2 separate regions of the Mus musculus genome follow, and region 1 is linked to region 2. The links are chromatin contacts, called in public ChIA-PET maps. All regions are on one chromosome and are shown on one strand. Each heading gives the region's core, a stretch centred on a gene start, on an enhancer-like site or on the middle of the called end of the contact. The rest is flanking DNA. Distances are from core to core; before and after follow the strand shown.

The links. ChIA-PET counts read pairs in DNA pulled down with a chosen protein or histone mark.
Region 1: a contact with region 2 is called in an RNA polymerase II ChIA-PET map of memory CD8 T cells, with 8 read pairs. The contact joins two enhancer-like sites. A contact is called at or near these places in 2 of 115 datasets of contacts at active chromatin or transcription factors (effector CD8 T cells and memory CD8 T cells).

The regions. Positions count from the first base shown.
Region 1 is chr7:58,755,427-58,761,929 of GRCm38.p6, reverse strand. The region is part of intron 2 of Atp10a (ATPase, class V, type 10A); the gene reads right to left. Among named protein-coding and RNA genes, the nearest start is that of Gm39019, 28 kb to the right of the region's middle. Within about 2 kb of position 2,454, at least 17 of the 459 cell types and tissues checked have an H3K27ac peak or open chromatin away from gene starts, as enhancers often do. A contact at or near this core is called in effector CD8 T cells and memory CD8 T cells, where this site is marked.
Region 2 is chr7:58,471,610-58,478,082 of GRCm38.p6, reverse strand. No RefSeq gene overlaps it. Among named protein-coding and RNA genes, the nearest start is that of n-TEttc7, 76 kb to the right of the region's middle. Within about 2 kb of position 2,677, at least 24 of the 459 cell types and tissues checked have an H3K27ac peak or open chromatin away from gene starts, as enhancers often do. A contact at or near this core is called in effector CD8 T cells and memory CD8 T cells, where this site is marked.

The sequences.
Region 1 (6,503 bases), core at 1,205-3,704, 280 kb before region 2:
CATTCTAAAGGCTGGATTCCAGCTTGATAAAAAAGAAAGTACGCTGGGCATTGACATCCACCATTCTCTGCTTTGTGACTATAGATGCACTGTGACCTGCTACCTCAAGCTCCTGCTGCCAGGACCTTCCTTGTCATGATGGGCTGTACTTTGGATTGTGAGCCAAAATAAATCCCCACTCTCAAGTTGTCAGAGTATTGTATCACAACAAGAAAAGTCACTCAGGCATTACTAAACTAGATCTCCAAACGCAGTGCTGCAGCCTGTCATGATGGCAGCGAGCTTTTTTATTTATTTTGTTTTTCCAGAAATGGAAAAGCCAGTTCTCATATTTATGTAGAATTACAGGGATCAGAAACAGCCAAAATGATTCTCAGAAAGAAGACAGAAGTCGATTTCAAAATTTAATCCAAAGAACTACAGTAATTAAAGCAGCGTGTTATTGCCTAAGGCCAGAACAGCCAAAACAATTATCAGTACCTCCTTACATACATAGTCAAATGATATTTGAGATTGGTATAATGTCTGTGAATGGGAAAAATAAGTATTCAACAAATATTGCCAGATCAACTGAGTTTCTACTTATACAGGAATATTTGCCCAGCACTCAGGAGGCAGAGGCACAGATCACTATAAATTCAAGGCCATCCTGGTATGTATTGGGTTCTGGGTCAGCCAGTGCTATACAGTGAGACCCTGTCTCAAACAAAAGAAAGCAAAGAACTAAGGAGATGGCTCAGTTGGTTACTGCCTGCCACAAAATCATGAAGATTGGACTTCAGATTCCTGGCACCCATGGAAAGATCTGATGTCTGTCAGACAAGGGCTGGGAGTAACACTAATAAGTGGACTCCCAGAATTCATTGCCAATTCGACAGCCAGTCTAGCCACATTAGCGAGACCTAGATTCAATGAGAGATGTTTCAAATAATAAGATAGTGATTTAGGAAGACACTCATGTCTACCTCTAGTGCACACAGACACACACACCAGCATGAACATACACATACACTACACATGAAAACAAACAAAAATGAATGTATTTGGAGGCCTATATGACACTACACATAAAAGATAATACAGTGTCAGTCAGTGATATAAATATGAGTTAAAACCATTAAATTATTAGCTGAATATGTGGCAAATATTCCTGAAGTATAAAATGATGGTCTTTAAAATATATGAGCAAATGTACAAGCGACAAATGGGTAAAAAGAACTTTATAAATAGTAGGAACATGGGGACATGAAGGGATGTTGTCATTAGAATGAAAAGAATTGTTTACAATAATATCTTCTGGTAGCCCACAGAACATTGTAATCATATGTCCAACAAGAATTTAATAGAAGAGTAGAAAAGTAACAATCGAAAACAAAAAGGACATGAGCCAACTGTGTGGCTTATACCTCTGAGCACTCATGAGGCAGGGGAATTGTTGTGAGCTCAAGATCAGTCTGGTAACAGTAAGTTTCAGGCTACTGCAAACTGCATAATAAAACCTAGTGCAAAAACAAAACAAGGGTAAAGAACTAGAATGAGCAAAAAGGCAAAAGGCAACTGGTTGCACCTAGCATTGTGAAAACAAAAATCACTGGTAAAATTTCTGATCTATGAAAACATCTCCCAAAAGAGTAAAGGCAGTGTTGGCAAGGAAGCGGAGCTATTGGAGCTTCTGGGCATCACAAGTGAGAATAAACAGGAAGTTGTTAAAGGCTGAACACAGAATCACACAGGGCAAATGTGTAGACAGAAGCAGGTAGATGACCAGGGGCTAGAAGATGGAGAAAATGACAGCTCCTGCCTGGTATTTTTATGAGTTTCTGTTTGAAATATGATAGATTTTTAGGGGCAAAATGTGCTAACACTATACAATACCTGAAAGAAGTGTTTATCATTAAAGTGTACATTTAAAGTGACAGTGTGGCAAATCATACATTATTTATGACACCACAATTCAAGCATGCGCACTGGGTGACCGTTCCTCAATGCCAAGTGCCTCTGAGAGTGAGGAGAAAATGGAAAACTTGTGCCCTGCTGGTAGGTTGCAAAATGGCTTAGCCCTTTTAGAAAATTTCCCAACTGATCAAGTTAGTCCACATCTTCTTTTCTTTTTTGTTAACCCCATACTGTTATTACCTCAAATGTCTATCAACTGCTGAATAAGTCAATACAGTATATATAGCTATATTATATTGAATACTATTAGCTATAAAAAAAAAGGAAGAAACTATTCATCCACACAATGTAGCCCAACTTCTAAACATACATACTGAGTGAAAAAAAGCCAGGTCCAAAATTTACAATGTGCATTTATACAACTTTCTCGAAAACCCCAGTCTTAAGTGACTTAAAGATCAATAGTTTGGGAACACAGGAAGAAGTGCAGAAAGCGCCTCCCAGCTTTAGTATGACAGTTGCCTGACTGTTGTGGGGTTTCTCACTTTTGCCAGGGCTCTTTCCTGCACCTGCACACTTTCACTATGCACAGTAGGCAATGTGTCAACCTCACCTCAATAGAACAAGTATAAAGACAAGTAGTTGAAATTGGCAACGTGTGTGTGTGTGTGTGTGTGTGTGTGTGTGTGTTCGCATATGTGTGTTTTTCCTTGGTGGTACACTAGTTTTCCCTTTATTTTTTGAGAAAAATTTTAAGAGGAAGCTAAAAAAGCTAGCTAACAGGAGCAGCACTGTCGTCTGATCAATGAAAGCTAGCTTCCTCTTATGGAGACTGTGATTTTAAGAACACAATTGCTTTCCACCTCCACACACTCACAAAGTTTGCAACATTACCTGCTTAGAGTCCTGATTTAATTTTCCAAAATCTAAAATACATGTGTATATAATATTTTTGTTGTTGTTTTGTCTTTTTTCAAAAGAGGGTTTCGCTGTGTAGCATTGGCTGTAGTCTTGGAATTTACTCTGTAGACTAAGCTGGGCTCAAACTCAGGGATTCACCTTCCTCTGCCTCTCAAGTGCTTGGATTAAAAGCATTCACAGCCTGGCTGTGTAAATTTAATGAAATGACTGTCAGTGCAACTGGGCTTCCTTTTTTTTTTTATTCCAGCTAATAAATATAGCATCTGTTTATTAGGTTCAGGGTATTAGCAACTGGCAAAGCTGATTAACTCCAGATGACAGCAAGGTTCCAGTTGGCGGCAACTCCCTTCACTTCAGCTCAGGACTCACTTTTAGGACACTCAAACTTTCCTTATTCCTCCCCACACTGGGTGTGGTGGTTTGAATAGGTTTGGCCCCAACAGACACATGTGTTTGAATGCTTGGCCCATAGGGAGTGGCACTTCTAGGCGATGTGGCCTTGTTAGGGTTTGTGTAGCATTGTTGGAATAAATGAGTCATCTGTGAGGGGGCGCTGTGAGGTCTGCTGTGCTCAAGATCTATCCAATGTGGAACACAGTCTCCCAATCTCTTCCTGGCTGCCTTCATATCAAGATGTAGAACTCTCTGATCATCTAGCTCATGTCTGCCTGCAGGCTACCATCCATCCTGCTATGATGACAATGGACTAAACTCCTGACACTGTAAGCCAGTCCCAATTAAATGTTCTTCTTTATAAGAGTTGCTCCAATCTGCCTTTCATTGACTCAAACCCTCCCCCACTCAAGTCATATAAACTCCTCATCTTCCTCTGCTTGTTTCCCACTAGGACCTTAGAACAAACTACTCACAACTAACTACTCACAACTGTACTAATTTTACACTGAACAAAAGCTATGTCCCTTTCAATTACTATAGCAAAACATGGGACATGGTAGGAAACTGGAAAGTCCAACATCATAGAACCCACATCTAGTAAGAACCTCCTTGTTCCTTCATAGTATACTAGGAGGCATAATGTTCCAAGACAATCTTCTTATTCTTATAATGCCACAAACATCATATGGAAGCTCTATTTTATGACCGGATTTAATTCTGATTACATCCCTGAGACCTCACCTCCAAACACCACCAGCATATTAAGTTGAGCAGGTTTTCAGTAGAACTTTCAGGAAAGATATTCAGCTATGACAAACTGTACCTTAATCTGTCTCTGATTCTGAGGACAGCACAGGCAATATTGTTTAACTGATGTAGACATACAAGGCAACTGGGCCACATAGACCACGTAACTGGCCCCACTTAGGGACAAACAAGACTTTAATTCCCTCTCTGTCACCATTCCTTTCTCTTACTTATCTCTCTCATTCCCTTCAGTGTCCCATTGGGAAGTGGAAGAACCCTGCTGTCTGGTGCTGATGTACCCTTCAGCCACTCTCATCTTTCACTCACACCTACAGAAAACACACTGCTAAGATCAGCACTTGAGCCAAACAGGCTTCAGTAACTTTTCCTGCACAAGATGATTAAAACAGTGCTCAATTGGCCAGCCACAGGCATTCTTGCGAAATTCCTAACCCTTGTGAGGATTAAAATGAACAAATGGAAGGAACCCTCTTTGTGCTACAAGGGGACCAGAATCAGATAGCAAGTCTACTCAGCCTACACTCTCAATGCTTCCCAGACATCCATTCACTGTCTATGGGACGAGAGTGGTCCTGCCTTGATCCTCACAAGACAGACAAGGGGTGCTTGAGTACTGCTGAACATAGAGCTAATGGGGAGCCCTCCTGTCAAACCTACAGCCATCAATCACATGAACTCCACCAAGACATGTAGACCAAAGCAAGAAAAAAAAAAAACATAAGAAACTAAAGCACAGGAAAGGGAGTTAGAGTTTAAGTTCGAAGAGTCCTACTGTACTCAAATGTAAGGTCTATTTTGTCCAGAGTCTTAGCACTGGAATTCTGATTGTCCAGCCTCCTTGGTCATACACATGTAAGAGTAGGCTCTAGTAATGTGTGACTAGTGGAAACTATTACCTGCACATCCATCCAAGGACCTGCAAAGGGTATATATATACAGCTAGTGGCAGCTCAATTATCAGGGAGAAGCAACAAGGGGTAGGCCTCTGTTGACACTTATTTTAAACCTTATCCTTAAATCTTTCTCCCTTTTCACCTTCATGATGGACATAAAATATGGCAAATTATAAGTGTTTAGGGCCAGAGATTTTTTTCAGTTGTGATTTCTTTTTTATTTTGGGATACTTACATATACATTATGATATATCTTGAGGGCATGCCCAAATCTAAAAACAAAATTCATTACATTTTATATATAAGTTATAGTCTGAAGCACTTTTATAATTTTTTAAAAAAAATAATTTTGTTCATGAAACAAAATTTTATAAAACATGATATCATTATGTCAGTGATATCATCAAAAACACTTAGGTTCTGGAGAATTTTAGATTTTTGACTAGGAATTCTCAAGCTGAATACTAGTATTCTGACCTACTAATGGAGGTTGAGCGTGCATGGACAGTTTGTCTCTCACGTATAAAGACCAGGATTAGATCCCAAGAATAACAGAAAATTGCAAAACATTTCAACCTAACATGCATAATCTAATTTATAAGGAAATAAACACTCAAGCCTTTTTCAGGTTGAGATACATGACAGGAAAGACTGGAAACCACTGATTAACTGTGAGGACAAAGGACAAAACAGCCAGACAAATCCAACTGAAAGCCCAGGTCTCTCATGCACTGGTCCCCTGACAGTTAAACCACCTTCCTTGGCTGTGAGGTGGAACACACACTGAAATCCTTCTGTGGGGTGAGCACTGACAACAGGATGACAGGGAGAGCCCCCAAGTAAGGGTTACAGGGAAGACAAGGCTCATGAGGAAGGTCCAGTCCATGTGGAACAGAGAGAGCAGAACATGCATGGTGGAGCTAACTAGGACACAGAGAAAATTCTGCAGACAGAGGTACTTGGGTCTTCCTTCACTGACAGAGGATCTGATAAGATGTTCGAACTGGCAAAAATCCAACCCTTACTTTGAGTGCCACCAAAGCCCTTACTGTGTGACAGCAGTTGATACCATCCAGGCCCTTTCTCCTGGAAAAAGTTTTCACTCTTTTCTCTCACAGTCATTTACAACATTGCAGTAGCACCAAGAGCTCCAACCAGTCCCAAGGTAGATAGCTGTGTTAGTTAGGGTAAACTGTCCACTAGAGAAACATGGGACTCTGACCATGTCTAAGGGGAATTATCTTAATTAATTGAGGTGGAAAGACATGCCCACTGTGAGTGGCACCATTCCACAGGCAGTTCTATAATCCTGGGTGATTATAGAATATAGAAAACAACCTGAGCACTAATATGTATATATGCACTGATTTCTTCTTCTGACTACAGACCTAATGTGACCTCCCTGCCATGACGGGTTCTTAACTTGGAACTATGAGCTAAATATGGTTCTCCCTTAAGTTTCTTTTGCCAGAGTATTTTGGTGCAGTAGTCGTAAAACAAGAAATCCTGATCAGCCCCATAGCCTTCCTACAGAAGGATGGAATAAAATCATTATATTGCAATAACAAACCAGGGTTCAACTGAAATCTTCACCCTTTAGTGCTGAGTCTCTTCTTTCCTGAGGAAGCT
Region 2 (6,473 bases), core at 1,428-3,927:
CTTGTTACTGTAATACATTCCTGAGATGATCAGCTTAAAAAGTGAAAAGGCTACCTCACTCAGGATGATGCCCTCCAGGTCCATCCATTTGCCTAGGAATTTCATAAATTCATCCTTTTTAATAGCTGAGTAGTACTCTATTGTATAAACGTACCACATTTTCTGTATCCATTCCTCTGTTGAGGGGCATCTGGGTTCTTTCCAGCTTCTGGCTATTATAAATAAGGCTGCTATGAACATAGTGGAGCATGTGTCCTTCTTACCAGTTGGAACATCTTCTGGATATATGCCCAGGAGAGGTATTGTGGGATGCTCCGGTAGTACTATGTCCAATGTTCTGAGGAACCACCAGACTGATTTCCAGAGTGGTTGTACAAGCTTGCAATCCCACCAACAATGGAGGAGTGTTCCTCACTGATAAGTGGATATTAGCCCAGAAACTTAGAATACCCAAGATATAAGAGACAATTTGCAAAACACATGAAACTCAAGAAGAATGAAGACCAAAGTGTGGACAATTTGCCCCTTCTTAGAATTGGGAACAAAACAACCATGGAAGGAGTGACAGAGACAAAGTTTGGAGCTGAGACAAAAGGATGGGCCATCTAGAGACTCTCATATAGGGGGATCCATCCCATAATCAGCCTCCAAACGCTGACACCATTGCATACACTAGCAAGAGTTTGCTGAAAGGACCCTGATATAGCTGTCTCTTGTGAGACTATGCTGGGGCCTAGCAAACACAGAAGTGGATGCTTACAGTCAGCTATTGGATGGATCACAGGGCCCCCAATATAGGAGCTAGAGAAAGTAACCAAGGAGCTGGGGGTATCTGCAACCCTATAGGTGGAACAACAATATGAACTAACCATTACCCCCCGGAGCTCGTGTCTCTAGCTGTGTATGTATCAGAAGATGGCCTAGTCAGTGGAAAGAGAGGCCCATTGGTCATGCAAACTTTATATGCCTCAGTACAAGGGAATGCCAGGGCCAAGAAGTGGGAGTGTGTGGGTAGGGGAGTGGGTGGGGGGAGGATATGCCGGACTTTTGGGATAGCATTGGAAATATAAATGAAAAAAACCTAATAAAAGAAAAAGAAAAAAGTGAAAATGCTTATTTTGACTCTATTTCTTACTCTATTTCTTTTGGGGCTGTGAGGAGTCAGTGCATCATTGTGGTGTCATATGGTCAGGAAAGTACTAACTACATGGTAGCTAGAAAGCAAAGTGAGAAGAAAGACCATAGTCCTACAGGCAGCTTCAGGGGCATGCCCTTAGACCAAGTGTCCTAATGTACTCCATCTATAAGCCCCACCTCCTACTACCTACCAATAGTCCCAAAGTCTTGAGATCAAGCCTTTAACACAGGGCTTCTAGAGGCAGTGGTTCAGTTCTCCAACCCACAAAAATGCAGAAGCCATGCTACTCTGAACACAGCTGAGCACATTTCACTTGACTGTAGCTTAGAACCATAACTAAATTCCTGCAAGCCAAGAGGATGCACAGGGATTGTAAGAAGCATGGAGATTAATTTTAGAGTAATGATGATGATGACGACGATGACATGAAGACAACGATGATGGCAGCGGCGATGTGTGTGTGTGTGAGTGTGTGTGTGTGTGTGTGTGTGTGTGTGTGTGTATGATTAGATTTGGGGTGCTAATCCATACCAGAAATCTCAGCATTCAGAAAACAAAGGCAAGAGGATCACCCATGAGTTCAAGGACAGCTTGGTCTACATTGTCTTGAAAAAACAAAACAAAATTTGTGAGAGAATTTTAAAAAAATTTCCTGTAGGTTATAAATGCATAAGGAGGTTAAGAATGATAAAATTAACATTTATTAAATGATAACTTGAAATATTAGCAACATAATAAAACAAAAACTTTCCAGGGTGAGTTCATACAGAACTTTGCCTCCCTTAGGAATAGACACACCTGTGCTTGTTTGAATGAAAATGGTCCCGACTGGCTCATAGTAAATGGCATTACTTGAAAGGATTGGGACAATTGGCCTTGTTGCAGTACGTTGTGACATTGATGGAAGAAGTGTGTCACTGGGCATAAGCTTTGAGGTTTCAAAAGTTCAGACTTTTCCTGCTGCCTGTGGATCCAGGTGTAGAATTCTCAGTTAACTGGCCAGCACCATGTCTGCCTGCATGCCACCATGCTTCCTGCCATGACAATGGTGGACATAACCTTTAGACTGAAAGCCAGCCCCAATGAAATGTTTTTCATCATAAGAATTTTTGTGGTCATGGTGCCTCTTCATAGCAATAGAAATCCTAATGAAGACAACATCTTTCTTGAATCCTGAGCATGTTGTTGTCATTCATAATCTTGTTTGGAGCATTCTTGCAATCCATTCTTTGTTCCTTAGCACACAGAAAGGCAATGTTTTACCTGAGTGTGGTCTCCTGATGACTTTCCTCCCAAGGGAATTTCTGAATAACCAACTAGGCACATTTTCAACTCCAGAATACGTTAAGTGAACATCGCTGGCTCCGTGTGCTCACACTCTTCAGTGTGACTCACTTGCTACCAGGACACTCTGTGAGGAACACAGTCTTTCTAGCTTGGAGGAAGTCATTGACTTTTATTTCCTTAATGTCACCTCAGGTCTCTGCTGTGTTATTGTTAGTGAACTGAACAAGGGTTTCTCAGAGAGAATTAGCTGTACAGTCATCTCCCAAACCGTATAACTGTCAAATCACATCCTGTCTAGGGTTGCCTATTGCCTAACAATAGAAAAAGTTCTATTAACTCCACTTTGATTTCACTTTCCAAGTAGAACCTCAGATACTTGCTCAGAGATTACGGCCAGCTGGGCCCTTTGTCTTCACACTTATCTCATTTGTTGCAACTCATCAGGGCTGGAGTCATACTTCTGGTTTACAACCACCAACTGAACATAGCTTTTTCTACAGAATCTCTTTGTAAAAATTATGAGTATTTCCCTCTAAACAGTGAAAAATTTTGTCAGCCTCCAATGGTTTATTTGGTTCCCTGTTTATTTACGAGGAGACATTTCTAAACCAGTTTTGGGAGGTGAAGATTTTATCGATGTTTTGGGCAAATCCTTGATATATATTGAAATATGTGCACAAGTTCATTTAAGATAAAAATATATAAAACATAAAATCTCCCCTCATCCTGGTTACTCCCCCTAGTATAATAGGGAATACGGCAGGCTTTAGTATGTTTCTTTACTTTTGACTTTCATTTTGATTTTTACTTGATATACAGTAATCACACATGCACTGTGGTGGTGGTGTACACAAGTGTATCGTGGAACAGTCAGGTCACCATAACTGGCATTTCTGTCACCTCGAATACCTGCCACTTCCCCACGTGGTAACACTGAAGTGCTTCCAATGAGCTGTTCTGAAACATTCCTTTGACTGTGGCTGACTGCAAGTATCCTGTGTGCTATTGAATGTGGAAAGCTATTGTCCATTACTCACCCTCTCTCTGTTCCATCATTGCTTTTCTTTATTTTTTTTTAAAAACATGTAAGAGTATCTGATACCCTGTAATTGGAGTTACACTTACAGCTGTGGGCATCCATGTCTGATGCTGGGAACCCCTTGGGATTTAAATGAGAATGACCCCATAGACTCACAGGTTTGAATGCTTAGTCATGGGGGTGGGACTGTTGAAAAGATTAGAAGGTATGGCCTTGTGGGAGAAAGTGTGTTACTTGGGGTGGGCTTTGAGGTTCTTTAGAACCTAAGTGGGTCACTGTCTCTTTCTGTTGCCTGTGGATCCAGATTCTCTCTGCTCCTTCTCCACACCATGTCTGCCTGTGTGCCATCATGCTTCCTACCAGGGAGATAATGGAATAATCCTCCAAAAATGTAAGCAATCCCTAATAAATGTTTCCCATTATAATGTTTTGCTTATGGCGTCTCTTCACAGCAATCGACCATTGACTATGATAGAACCAAACCCTGTTCCTCTGCAAAGGCAACAAGTGCTGTTAACTGCTGAGCTTCCTGTCCAGACCAAATCCTTGCTTTGTTATGATTATCATGCATATAATTATACCTTCAATTGATGATTCACCACCCAGATTGCCTAGCTTGGCATGTCCAACCAATATAAACTCAATAATATCTTCATTTTTTTTTTTTTTTTTACTCAGCTAATTCCTGAGTTTTGCCCTTATGCTGTCAAACAGAATAATTAATTTGTTTACCCCTCTTGGGTGACAGTCCTTTAATTAATTATTATAATATATTCATATGTTCAACTTTTGGGGTGGATGTTTGGTCTGCTCTGGCATCTTCTTTCTTTCAAATAAAGAACTGCTGTCTTCTCTTGTCCTCCCTTCTCCTCTGACTCCCCATATCACTCTATCTCTTATCCCTTCCCCTCTCTTGCTCTCCCTATTCTTTTCCTCCTAATTCTCCTTCCTTCGCCCTTTCTCTCCTCCCCTTTCCTCTCTTCTTTCTCAATATTGAGTACTGGGCAACACATCAATCCCTGTCTTCTATGTGACATCTAGCATTAAAAAATGATTTTTTTCTTGTTCATACACTTATGTTTAGATTTACTTGGTCTTTAATCCACCTACCCACGACCTTTAATTTTCTTGTGTGTGTGCATGCATGCTGTGAAACAGGGTTCAATTAATTTTTTATCAAAGGCACTATTTATATCACATTTATTTTCACTGACAGACAAGTCTGCAGGAAATCGAGCTCTGAATATGTGTCTGTTTCTAGGCAACATGTTCTTTCCATTTATCACATGTCTGGCCCTGTGCAGTGCTACTCTGCTGTAACTATAGCTTTGTCGTTTTCTAGGTTCTATGACTTTGGGAATGCCAAAGATATCTATAGCTTTTGCAATCATTTCTGTGAATTTCTATAGTCAGCTTCTCAAAATATACATTAAAAGAGGAAAATTAATGTAATTTCAATAGGAATTGTAATGAATATTACAGATTAACTTGGGAAAAACAAACATCTATGATATAAAGAACTTAAATTCATGAATTTATGCAGTTTCAATTTTTTAAAACTGCAGTTTAGTGTATTAGTTCGGGATCTTTAGAGAACCAGAAGTAATAGAATACACACACACACACACACACACACACACACACAGTCACACATACACACTTACTTCCCAAACCCCTTCTGCGGAAATTGATTAGAATGTTTACAGACTGTGTTCTAGCCAGTCCAACAATGGTTCATTCTGGACACAAAGGAAAGGCTAAGAATTCTGCAGTTATTCAGTCCATTATGGTGGATATCTCACCTGATCTTTGGTCTACACTGGAATCCTGAAGAAGGAGGTTCTAACACCAGTGAAGGAGTGCCTCAGCAGTAGGATATATGAACTTTCCAGTAAGAGTGAGAGCAAGCAGGCAAAAACTCCCTTCTTTCATTTCCTTTTATGTGGACTGCCACCAGCCTGTATAGCCCAGGTTTACAGTGAGTCTTCCTACCCAAAATGATCCAATCCAAGAACCTGTCCCATAGACATGTTCAACTGCTTGGGTTTAATTGATTCCAGATATAGCCAAGTTGACAACCAAGATTAGCCATCACAAGTCTATTCCTTATCAACCTGATATACAGTCATGTCTCCTATGTTATGCTCAATTTCCAAGTGAAAACAATAACTAGGCCATAATTCCACATAACACAGTATATCTAATCCATGTACAACGAAAATCATGTTATGTATTTTAAAATAGGTGCTGATGTTTCTTAAGGAATGCTTGGTCATTTACTGACTCATGACTTAATTATGAAAATCATTAATCATAAAATATAATAAATATAATATTTCAATTGATGTCATAGTAAATTACAAAAAATAGAAAGCACAAATATCACTTTATATATTTAAATGTATATTTTATTTATATATTATATATATGTATACACACACACACCACAAACACATTCTTAACAAAATAAGACATAAACATTCTTTTTTTTTCTTTTTGGCCAATATGCACTTATTAGTGAGTACATACCATGCATGTCCTTTTTGGTCTGTGTTATCTCACTCAGGATGATATTTTCTAGTTCCATCCATTTGCCTGCAAAAGTCTGGATGTCCTTGTTCTTAATAACTGAGTAGTATTCCATTGTGTAAATGAACCACATTTTCTGTATCCATTCTTCTGTTGTGGGGCAACCAGTCCACAGAATTCAAAAGGCTCAACAAGCTGAAGTGCCCAAGTAAGGATACCTCAGTCCGACTTGGGAGAGAGAAGAAAGCAATCACAAGGGAGGGAGAGAGGGAATGTAGACAGGGGGTGGGGGTGGGGGGGTGGGGGGTGGGGGTCAGTGAGTGGGAGATCAAAACCTGATCTGGTATTGGGTGAGGGAAAAGGACCTTACCAAAATATATCACCAACTAGGAAACAAAACATTCAAATATGTGAATTTAAGAGGGCTATTTTTATTCAAACCACCATACCAACAGATGTCCTAAAAAATCTCTTGTAGTC